2 separate regions of the Arachis hypogaea genome follow, and region 1 is linked to region 2. Evidence: chromatin contacts called from public Hi-C data. All regions are on one chromosome and are shown on one strand. Each heading gives the region's core, a stretch centred on a gene start, on an enhancer-like site or on the middle of the called end of the contact. The rest is flanking DNA. Distances are from core to core; before and after follow the strand shown. Region 1 has its middle 4.7 kb from the start of LOC112747180. Region 2 holds the start of LOC112750833.

Evidence for each region. A called contact is a pair of places that touch in the nucleus more often than the background predicts.
Region 1: a Hi-C map of leaf shows a contact between it and region 2, with 2.8 times the contacts expected there. The contact joins the enhancer-like site here to the promoter of LOC112750833 in region 2. A contact is called at or near these places in 4 of 8 Hi-C or Micro-C datasets (leaf and an unstated tissue).

What each region holds. Positions count from the first base shown.
Region 1 is chr15:136,528,452-136,533,582 of arahy.Tifrunner.gnm2.J5K5, forward strand. No RefSeq gene overlaps it. Among protein-coding and RNA genes, the nearest start is that of LOC112747180, 4.7 kb to the right of the region's middle. Within about 2 kb of position 3,535, at least 1 of the 3 cell types and tissues checked has open chromatin away from gene starts, as enhancers often do.
Region 2 is chr15:136,448,719-136,454,017 of arahy.Tifrunner.gnm2.J5K5, forward strand. LOC112750833 reads left to right here and starts at 1,701. Exons shown (of 4, transcript XM_025799705.3): 1 at 1,701-2,101; 2 at 2,998-3,066; 3 at 3,177-3,283; 4 at 4,360-4,709. The coding sequence starts at 1,768. The coding sequence ends at 4,440. LOC112750832 (protein REVEILLE 7) reads right to left here. Exons shown (of 5, transcript XM_072216851.1): 5 at 5,119-5,299.

The sequences.
Region 1 (5,131 bases), core at 2,285-4,784, 82 kb after region 2:
AGCCTCACTACGCTAATGTAATCTTGCATATTGCACATTAAATTCATGCACAATCTTAGAATAGTTTGTAAAAAAAAAAAAAAAAAACAAAAATAATAAGTATCACCACATAACGCTAACATCGTTATTTCACTATAACTTACGTATGCATGTTGACTATCAACTTCTGCAATACGGCGCCTTGAACCTCCTTAAAAAATTAGATGCTATGTGTCTACGCAAAACATGTAGATAACTCTCAGAAGATCTCATAATCCATTACTATGTGCTGTTGATGAACTAATAGAATTGTGTCGATTAGAGATAAGCACAACACCGTCTTGAGTTGCCACATGTGTGCGCAAATGAGTAAGAAAGAAGTGTATATCATGTATCAGAAGTCTCGCCCTTTAACAACGGCAAACATAAGAGGCATAATATTACCATTGTCATCCTAAGAAAATGCAACTAATAGAGCTCCTTTGCATTTTTCATACAGATGTGTGCCATCTATTTATACAATTAGTTTGCAGCTCCTAAATACTCTAATGCAAGGGTAAAAGATTCAAAATACTTGCGCTAGTATCCTAATATTCTGGACCATTTCATCTTCTCGGTATGCTGGTGTAGTTTCAATCTCGACTGCTGTTGACGACTCTTTTTGTACCATTGCTTCAAACCACGTCGGTAGAACTTATAAGAAGCTTCCCAACCACAAAAAATTTTCACAATTGCCTTTTGTTTACTAACTATGCTTTGCGATAACTTATTATATAATTGAATTTTGACTTCACTTCAATAATTACAGATTTTACCTTTAAAAATGGATCAGCTTCAACTAATAGCTGTATCACCTCTGCAATCATGTTTGAGTTTAGCTTGGCACGATCTTGAGAAATTATAGTTTTGGTGTATGTGTGTCTACCATTATATCGTCTTATAACCGAACAAAACTTTCTCTTAATAAGACTATCCCAGATAAATCGATAATTGCCACTTGTATCCGTGTTTGCTGGTAGATCGAAAACATCTCTTGCATACTTGTTTCGTCAGCCACATACATTATTTGAAATTAAACAAAACCACCAACTACTAACATAAGTTGTTTATAAAGAATATTTGTGACTCTCTTTAATATTTAATTATCAACATATTGACAAAATATACTCTTAAATTTTTCATATGGTATTACAAAAGAAAAAACATCACATAGATTTTTATATACAAAACTCACACCCTTAGATGTTTGAAAAAAAATATGTCATTTATAGTATATTTTTAAACTAACACTTCTCTTTATTTTTATACTATTACACTTTCACACTTAAAAAAAAAACACTCTCAAACTCAATCTAACAAATCCATTTTTCGTTTTATAATACCCTAGTTATATTTTTTGAGGAGTGTTAGGGCCAGTAATTTTTGTGTTTTGTAACCATCAATTGGCCATCAATAGTGTTTTTAATGGTGTGAGATTACATCCAATGGTGGGAGATCACTCACTTTTCTTTTGATGGTTAAGTGCTGGCCACAAAACACAAAAGTTGCTGCCCCATAGACTTTTCCATATTTTTTTAATCAGAAAAATACAATATGTCCCACAATAGGTCCTTGTGTATTGTATTTTTAAATATTTGAAAATAAAAAGAATTCTGCTACTGCAATTCGCCCCTATGAATTTGTCTCTCTTCTCCCCCCTCAAATTTAAAAAAAAAAATACAATAAAATTTAATAATTGAGTGTTACACTAAAAATTGGTCATTATTTAAAAAAATTGCTTGGCTTTTGATAATAAATATATTAGTTCAAGTTTATTTCTAATTTTAAGAAATATGTCACCGATGCCATTGTTAACTCCATGATATTTCAAAAATATATTTTGATAATTAATAAATTTAAATATAATTTAATAATTTTATTAATGTGTTATTTAGTGTTCAAGTGTAAAATGTACTAAGAAATATTTCTTTATATAATATAAATAAATTAGGTATTTTTTGAACCAGAATATAACCTTTGAAGTTAAGTTGAGTAAACAAGACCATCTGCAACAAATACACTACAAAATTTCGATATATGATAACAGGCATCGGCACAAGCAAAATATATTGGCCTTCACCATCTTTTTGAGGAGACAAAGACAAAAGAAGAGTTAAATGGAACTTTAATACTCTTTGTCTATATATATAAAATTCAAAACCCTAGAAGATGTGCTGAAAATTTTTATTTTTTTGTTTTGTATTGCTTTCTTTTTCATTTTTCTATCTTAAAAGAATTTTTTTTTCAAGTTGTAATCTAGGCAAATTACATTTTTATATTAGACGAGATTACATTCTATATGAGGGTAGTTTATGTTCATCTTATAACATATTTGAACATTCTCAAAACACAAGGGGAAGTTCTCAAACTAAATTATTAAGTTTATGAAGTTCTTCAACACCCTAGTTATAGCTACTTTTTGAATTAAATATTTTTCTTTGTAACTTGATCTAGTAGTGACTTTTAGTATTGAAAAAATTAAAAAAAAATATCTAAAGTTATTAGGGTAGATTGTAGTCTAATCTGAGTCTTGCATAAGGTTAGAAAATAAAGTTTTTAAGTTGATAGAGTATTTAACCTAAATCACTTTTAACTTGAGATGGAAATAATAGAATATTTAAGATTCTTAGATTGGTGAGGAGACGATTTGAGTCACTTTATAATCTTAAAAAGAATTAAAAAAATACTATTTACGTTCTTAGGTTGGTGAAATATCTAATTAAAGTCTTACCCAAAAAAATCATTAGAATTTTAAAAGTTCTTGAATTTGATTATCATTCAGTTTGAGTAAAGTTATAGGATAAAAAAATTTCTCTACAAATAATATCTTCTATACACTTATTGTATAAATGAAACTCTTGAGCTTCTTAATTAGGACAAAACATAAATATATTAGGCCAAATTAATATTTATTATACTTCTTCTAAATCATTATCTCATCTATTTATAATTTATTTATTTATTTATCTTAATTTCATAAGCTATTTTCTGTTACATATGAGATAACTAAAAAATATTTTAAGAGTTGTTTGAAATCTGTGAAGATCTCAGAAAGTGTTTCCTTAAAATTTGGTATCTGATAATCTATTTTAAAGAACTTAAAATAAGATTACCAATCTATACTAATATATATTTGCTGCATACAAGTTTTGGGATTTGAAGCGTCTTTAAATTTTTATTTCAGATAAAAAATTAAAGTATGATTCAACTCCTTCTCTTATACGTTTCTTATAATTTCAGCCATGGCGGTTGGTAATGTATGTATTTAATTATTATTTTATTTTTTGTTCTTAAAATAAGCGGAGCAATGACATGGCTGTTGGGAATAATAAATCAAGCACATAAGGTTGAGGAGAAGATATTATCTCCGAAGAAAAACCAAACCAACAAACAATGATTGTATAAAAAATATCAATGATTTTTAATATGGAAAATACTATGAATGAGGAGCAGCCACCTGGCGAGAAAACTATATCTAGTAATTATCACAATCAAATGATCAATCAATGAATAATATAAGTCATGCTGTTTGTGCGTTCTTGTGGGGAATACCTTATACCAATCCCGTAAACGTGGCGGGTGCCATTATACTCTGCTTTTCCATTGTCACTGATCCTTAATCCTGGCAAAACTCTTAAATAGAGTTAAATACTGTAATAAATTAGTTTTTAATTTGTCGAAAAAGATATTGTAAAAAAAAAAATTAAAAATCTCTTCATTTTGATATCCAAAATTGTGTCTACTCCTATATTATATAACTGCTTTTTTTTTTTTAGTGTAGAATGAGAATTCTTTTAATTTCCCCTCTTGTTTTTAATTTTTCTTTTCTTTATTGTTTAGCAAAAAAATATAAAATATAAAATTATTTTTAAAAACATTTAAAAGAGTAGAATGAAAATCAAATAGAGAATTCTAAATATAAATAAAACATAAAAAATGCTACTTTTAAAATTGTAGACTAAATTACGTACTCTTTTCTTTTTTTTGTTTAATGTTGATATCTACTCTAAAACTAAGTTTTATATATATACTCCTCTTAAATTTGATATTGTTACTCTTATTTTTATATTTTTATCAAATTATTCTTTATTTTTTATTTTTTATGGTGATTGAAAAATTTTTCATTGTAAAGAATTAAAGATCGATAATTTAAAAATAATATATAATAAATAAATAGTATTATTGATTAAGGAGAATCAATATCCATATATATATATATATATATATATATATATATATAGGAAATGTGATTTTGACAAAATATATGGTAGCAAATGACCAATGTTGGTGGGGATAGGGAACCCTTCTTTGTATAATAACCAATCATGGCCTTCATGGGACGCTTGTGTCGTAACTAGTAGTAAGGATCTTTTATGGGTACGAGCGTTATCACTTTCACTCTTATTCTCCTTATTCTCTACAAATCAATTTAAACCAAGCAATCTAATGACTACATGTTTTGGATTTGACTACTTTTTTGAAATTTTTTTTTTTGGGTAAATTACGTTTTTTCTTTCTTAATGTTTAACTTTTTAAAATTATATCTAATATTTAATTTGATTTAATTTAATTTTATTCTTAATATTTTAAAAAATAATCAATTTTACCCTTCTATTTTAAAATATTAAGTATATAACTAAATCAAGTTACTCCTCACATATCCTTCCACGCTGGACTAGACGAAATGACATTAGTTTATCTTTTACGCTAAATACTTGATGGAATGATATTATTTAACCTTAATGAATCATAAAACGTCTTATGTCCCAAAAAAATATAACCATTAAAATTAAACAATGTTGTTTCATCAAACATCTAGCACTAAAACTAAAACTAAAACGTAGAATTTTGAGAATCTTTTCAATGTCAGTAACTAATTTTAAGTGTGTACTCTCTATGAAATTTAGATATTTTAAATTGAGAAAGTTAATAAAGTGATAAAATGAGGGATATTAATCATTATTGATTTTGTAATTTTCGTAAAATATGTGCTCCATTATTGATTAACTTCTCACTTTACCACTTTACTCATTTTTTCTCACCTTAGATAATTTTGATTCCTCTCAGCATGGTTTTAGAGTTCTATTTTATTTTTGCTGAAGGGGTGGATTTT
Region 2 (5,299 bases), core at 451-2,950:
ACAATCACCAATTTTCTATTATTCTATGCAATTCTATCTGGGACAAACCAAACTTCTACCCAAGCTTGATTTGGCTATGTTCACTCTCTAGACTTTTAACCACTAAGTACTCACCCAACTTAGTAAGAAAATCTCCTCAGAATCATGAATACAAAACAGAAATATAAACAAAAGAGTTTCAAATAATTTTATGGCTTTTCTCTAAGAATACTCTCTTTGTCTTTTCTCTCAATGTCTTTTCCTATTACCTCACCTACTCACCTAATGTCTTTTTTCATTAATAAGAAACAAAAAAAGATAAAAACTGAAGATTAGAAAATTCAATATAAAGCCATGGAGAAGAAAAAGGGATAGCTTGAAAGCTATGAATATCCAAATAGTGTGCTCACTCTCCTTACTTCAATTTCTGGCCGTTTACCCATTTTAAAGAAGAGTAAAGCTTCCAAAATTTGATCTTGGTTGAACACCTCTGACTTGTTCTTCTTCCTCAAAATCAGAGTAGTCACGCAGAGAAGAGATTTGATAGCAGTAGTGATTAGAGTTGGCATGCATCCTTACCTTGTTGCTTCTCTTTTTTCATTTTTCTTTTGGCTTCAAAGATCTAAGTCATTCATCCATTCTTTGACTCCAAGTTTTATTTTTGACCTTTGATTGGTAGCAATGATACACAACATCTATTTTTTCATCTTACCCAAATAATGCATGCAGGAGGAAGGCAACTTCAACAAACTGCAATGAAAGTACAAAGATGAAAATATTGTTCTAATTTTCTTCTAATTCAACATTTGATTTGCTTTTTACTTTTGTGTACTAGCTTCTGACTTTTTTTTTTCTTCTTTCTTCTTTGTTGTTTGGATTTAGTAATCACCTTTTTTCTTTTGATTGAACCCTAAGCTGAGCAACCCTTTTTTACTTGTGAGAGTTCTCTTTCTTCTTTAATTTAGGGTTAGTCATATGGGTCACAAATTAAAGAGATATGAGAGTGTTTGATCATTTGTTTATAGACCAGAGAGAAGAAAAGTATGCTGTTTAAGAGGATTTTGGGCCTATTACACTAAACATACAATTGGACTTTTAACCCAAAATTATAATATTTAGTTAATTATCATCAAATTATTATTTTTATCTTCTCAAACTTAACATAAAGGAAAAGAAAATTAATCAAGATTACCTAATTTTTTTTAAAATAAACAATTATTAATGCATTATTTTTTTTTCCGAAAATATTTGTTAACAAAAAAAATTAGCCAAAACTTATCTTATTTAATATTCGTTAATTATTATAATAATTAATAAATGTTAAATATGACAAATTGTGGCCATTTTTTGTCTTCCTAACATTACCGTTTTCTTTCCATGATATCTTCCAACTCGGCAGGTCAATGACTAATCTGTCGTGAATCAAAACTTCATTTAAAGATTTGTCATTGGCTAATAGGTTACTGCATGCACAGATGACAGAGCAGGATTCAAATTCTGACACTCTTTTAAACCAACTAGTGAGCTAACTCCTAAACCAATCCAATTTGATTATTATGGGTTGGTTATGATGTTTTAAATTTTTGGTATATTTTGATATATAAGTATATTACCCAAATTTCAAATCCAACATAATCGTCACCAAAAAAAAAAGTCCAACATACTCCAACCCAATTTTTTTTTGTCATAACCCAACCCATATTAATATATATTTTTTTATTTAGTTATTATGTGCTACTTGCTTGCTCTTCTTGGCTTGTGTTTTTCAAAGCATAGCAGAGGAAGGAAATGGCTAATATTGCTAACAGCATCGTCTTTGGTGCACAACTTCCTCAATCTCCGTTTCCATCATTACCCGTTTCAAATTCTCTCATTTTCACCCAAAAACGCAAACTTTATCATAATTGCTCCAAAACCAACCGCATAACAATCCCTTTCCCTTCTTCTTCTTCTTCTTCTTCTTCTTCATCACCGTTCAGCAGCAAGTGTTGTTGCTATGTGTTGGCGTGTCTCCCTCAACCACATGCTTCTGATTCATCATCATCATCAACTTCTTCTAATTCCAATAGCAAACCAAGTTCTTCTTCTGCTGCTCCTCCTTCAACTAAGCTCTATGTTAGTGGTTAGCTACTTTAACTACACCTTTTCAATTTTCTTATTCAAAATTCGACCTACAGTTGCAAAGATGATAACTTTCCCTTGTTTTGTTTTATGGGTCTGGCCAGTTGGGTTGAATTAGTGGCAAAATTAGGGGGAATATCTTTTGATTTGCTTATACATATGAATAGTTTTATCATTGGAAGCCTTTGATAATAGCTTAGCTTAAATTGTATTGATGGTAACGTGGTTGCTCTCATTCGGAGGAATTGGATGCTGTAATGGTGTCAGTTGTTAATATGCATTACAGAAGTGGAAGGCTTTTTTCTTTTTATAAAGTTAGGACGAATGATGACTGTGAATGACTTTAATTCTTTTTTTTTTTTTTCTCTTTAAGAAAAGTGATTATGAGTAATTAATCTATCTCACATTAGGTGTTTTTCATCATGTTATTTTTCTTTTACATATAACTATTAGGCCTGAAATAGAAAACTGTTGTCCAATACAACTTAGACTCTTTGCCTATTTCATCTACAAACACCATGGTGGTCAAGTGGTAAGCAAGCTCATTTCCTCGCATTTGTCCCGTGTTTTAGTTCTAGGAGCGGACGAGTCCTGTGCTCATATTCGTAGCCATAGTTCCTCAAGCTGAGTTAATCGAATACCTAATAATAGAGTAAAGCAAACAATGCTCATTTCATCTAGCAGCACAATTTCTAGTAAAGGTTGATTACTATTTTTTTTTTTTTTCATTGCAACTGCATTTCCTCCGAACTGAACTTCAGCGCTTCATTGATATGCTGTGATTCCTTGTGATTTCATTCCATTGCCATCTCGCCATGTTGAATAGCTTTGTTTCTGAGACTTTGATATTGTTTATTTGCATCTACTTTATATATCTTGTTTCCTTTTCTATTTCAGGGTTATCTTTTCGAACCACTGAAGAAAGCTTGCGAAATGCATTTATGAATTTTGGTCAAGTTTTAGAAGGTAGGAACAGAAAATGCTGAAGTACTTTTTTTATTTTATTTTATTATGCTATTTGTTGGTAATGGTAGTACTTTTTAATAATTGTAATGTATGCGCATAACTTTGAGCAGTGAATTTGGTGATGGATAAAATTGCAAATAGACCAAGAGGGTTTGCATTTCTTAGATATGCAACTGAACAGGAATCTCTGAAGGCTATTGAGGGAATGCATGGAAAGGTATGAATTTGAATTATTTTTTCCTATAATAAATTCCTCACCGCAATTTATAAATTATCATATTCATGAGAGCAACGTGGATTTAGAGGACTAGTTTGTTTTGATCTAATTGTAGCAAATTGCCGTTGTTAACTAGCTTAATCGTAGTTAGAATCTGACATGCTTAAATATGGCACAAGATAGACATGGAACTTTAGATAGATTATGTAATTAATTGAGTAGTGTCTCAGAAATTTGAAGACTTATGTAATTGTTTATAGGATAAACTACACTGACCTCTCTGGTAATTTAATATAGCTACGCTCACTTCTGCTCTAGTTGTTATACTTACATTACGTCCTTTCTAGATTTTACTTTAGAACATGAAATAAGGTTATTTTTGTTGTTTAATTTGTTCAAGTGTTTAGAAATTTACAAAAAGGCCTTTTGTAATCATGTGTTTGCACATAACTATTTTATTACGAAAAATCTTAATTGAACAAAATAAATAAGTATGGTGAACATAAGTTGGATAATTAGAGGAAAGGTGGAGAGGTTAGTGTAATTATGAATCTCAGGGAAGGTTAGTGTAAGTTACCATCCCTCTCACAATGCCAATATTATGATTTATCAAAAAAATTATAACTAGAATGTGTATCTTGAAGTAGCACTAAAAGGGAAAGGGGCAGGGATTGATGTAATTACTTGGAACTTTCTTGGAGGGAAGGGAAGGTATCAAGCTTTAACTCAAATCATTGCTTCAGCTTTATATCCTATTCCTATGGATCTATACTTTATATCCTTCAATAGGGTGAAACTGAAATTTGTGGCAGTCAAGTTTAATCTTCCTGTTACTCCCTCTGTGAGATTATTAAAGGATCTCAAGAAGCTGATTTTTCTTTAACCCCCGAATACTCTATCCAGAAATCTTATAGATTCAGGCTTTAACTGTATACTTGTTGGTAACTCCTTACTATTCTTAAGAATTGAAATCTAAAATGGCAATTCCTAATTTTATTTTGTTTTTACATTTAATAAACCCATAATAGTTTTTCAGTTATGTTAGAAACTGACAAGAAAGGGACAACTGTTTGCAGTTCTTGGATGGTAGGGTCATATTTGTGGAAGTTGCCAAACCAAGATCAGAACTAAGGCAAAGACAAAACACTAGATACTAGCAATGCACTGATATATGCAGAGAAGGCTACACACATTAGCCATGTCTGCATTGTACTTGAGTCTCTCTCTATAAACAAGGTCCTTACTTGATGAGACCTTCTACCACAGGATCGCCATGAATTCCAAGTCATGCTTTATTTTCAATGGAATCCCATTTGAGTATTCGTTGAACATGACTTTTTTTTGTTACTCTCTTATACAATGTGTGGCTGATATATTAATTGATTATCTGGCTTGATTAGCTAAGATATATATTTTATTATTTGAATTGTGCTATGTTACCAGAAATGCAGATCTTGGTTACCAGTTTGACTTCCCAGGTCCCATCCATCTCTATGAAAATAATCTGTTAAAAGTTAAAATTTTTGCCCAGTCATATTTATCGGTTTTTAATTTTATTGTAGTAGTATTAATCAAATCTTTCTAATTTTATCCTGATTTTAATGATCCTTATCCGTTTATGATAATTACTTATTTACCAAGCAGAGAATTTTTGTCAAAACAATATAATTCTCTTGCAACACAAATACTCATGGGACACGGATGCTTCAATATCAAACACTACAAATGAGATTTTTTATGAATATAAAAATAATAAAACATTTTGCACTTATAAATAGGATCTCTATATGTGACTTTAGTTATTAAAATATATATAAAAAAAGGACCCTTGTAAATTAAATGATAATGCATGATTGAGTGACTTGAATTGAACCACTATCTTAGCAAGGCCAAGAATACAATCAGAAGTACATTGTAATGGCTTACAGCATCCCACTAAAAAATATATATAAAAATTTAATACAGAAGAAAAATTCAGATATACAAATTGCCCAGGTGGTTTGCGGCACGACACCC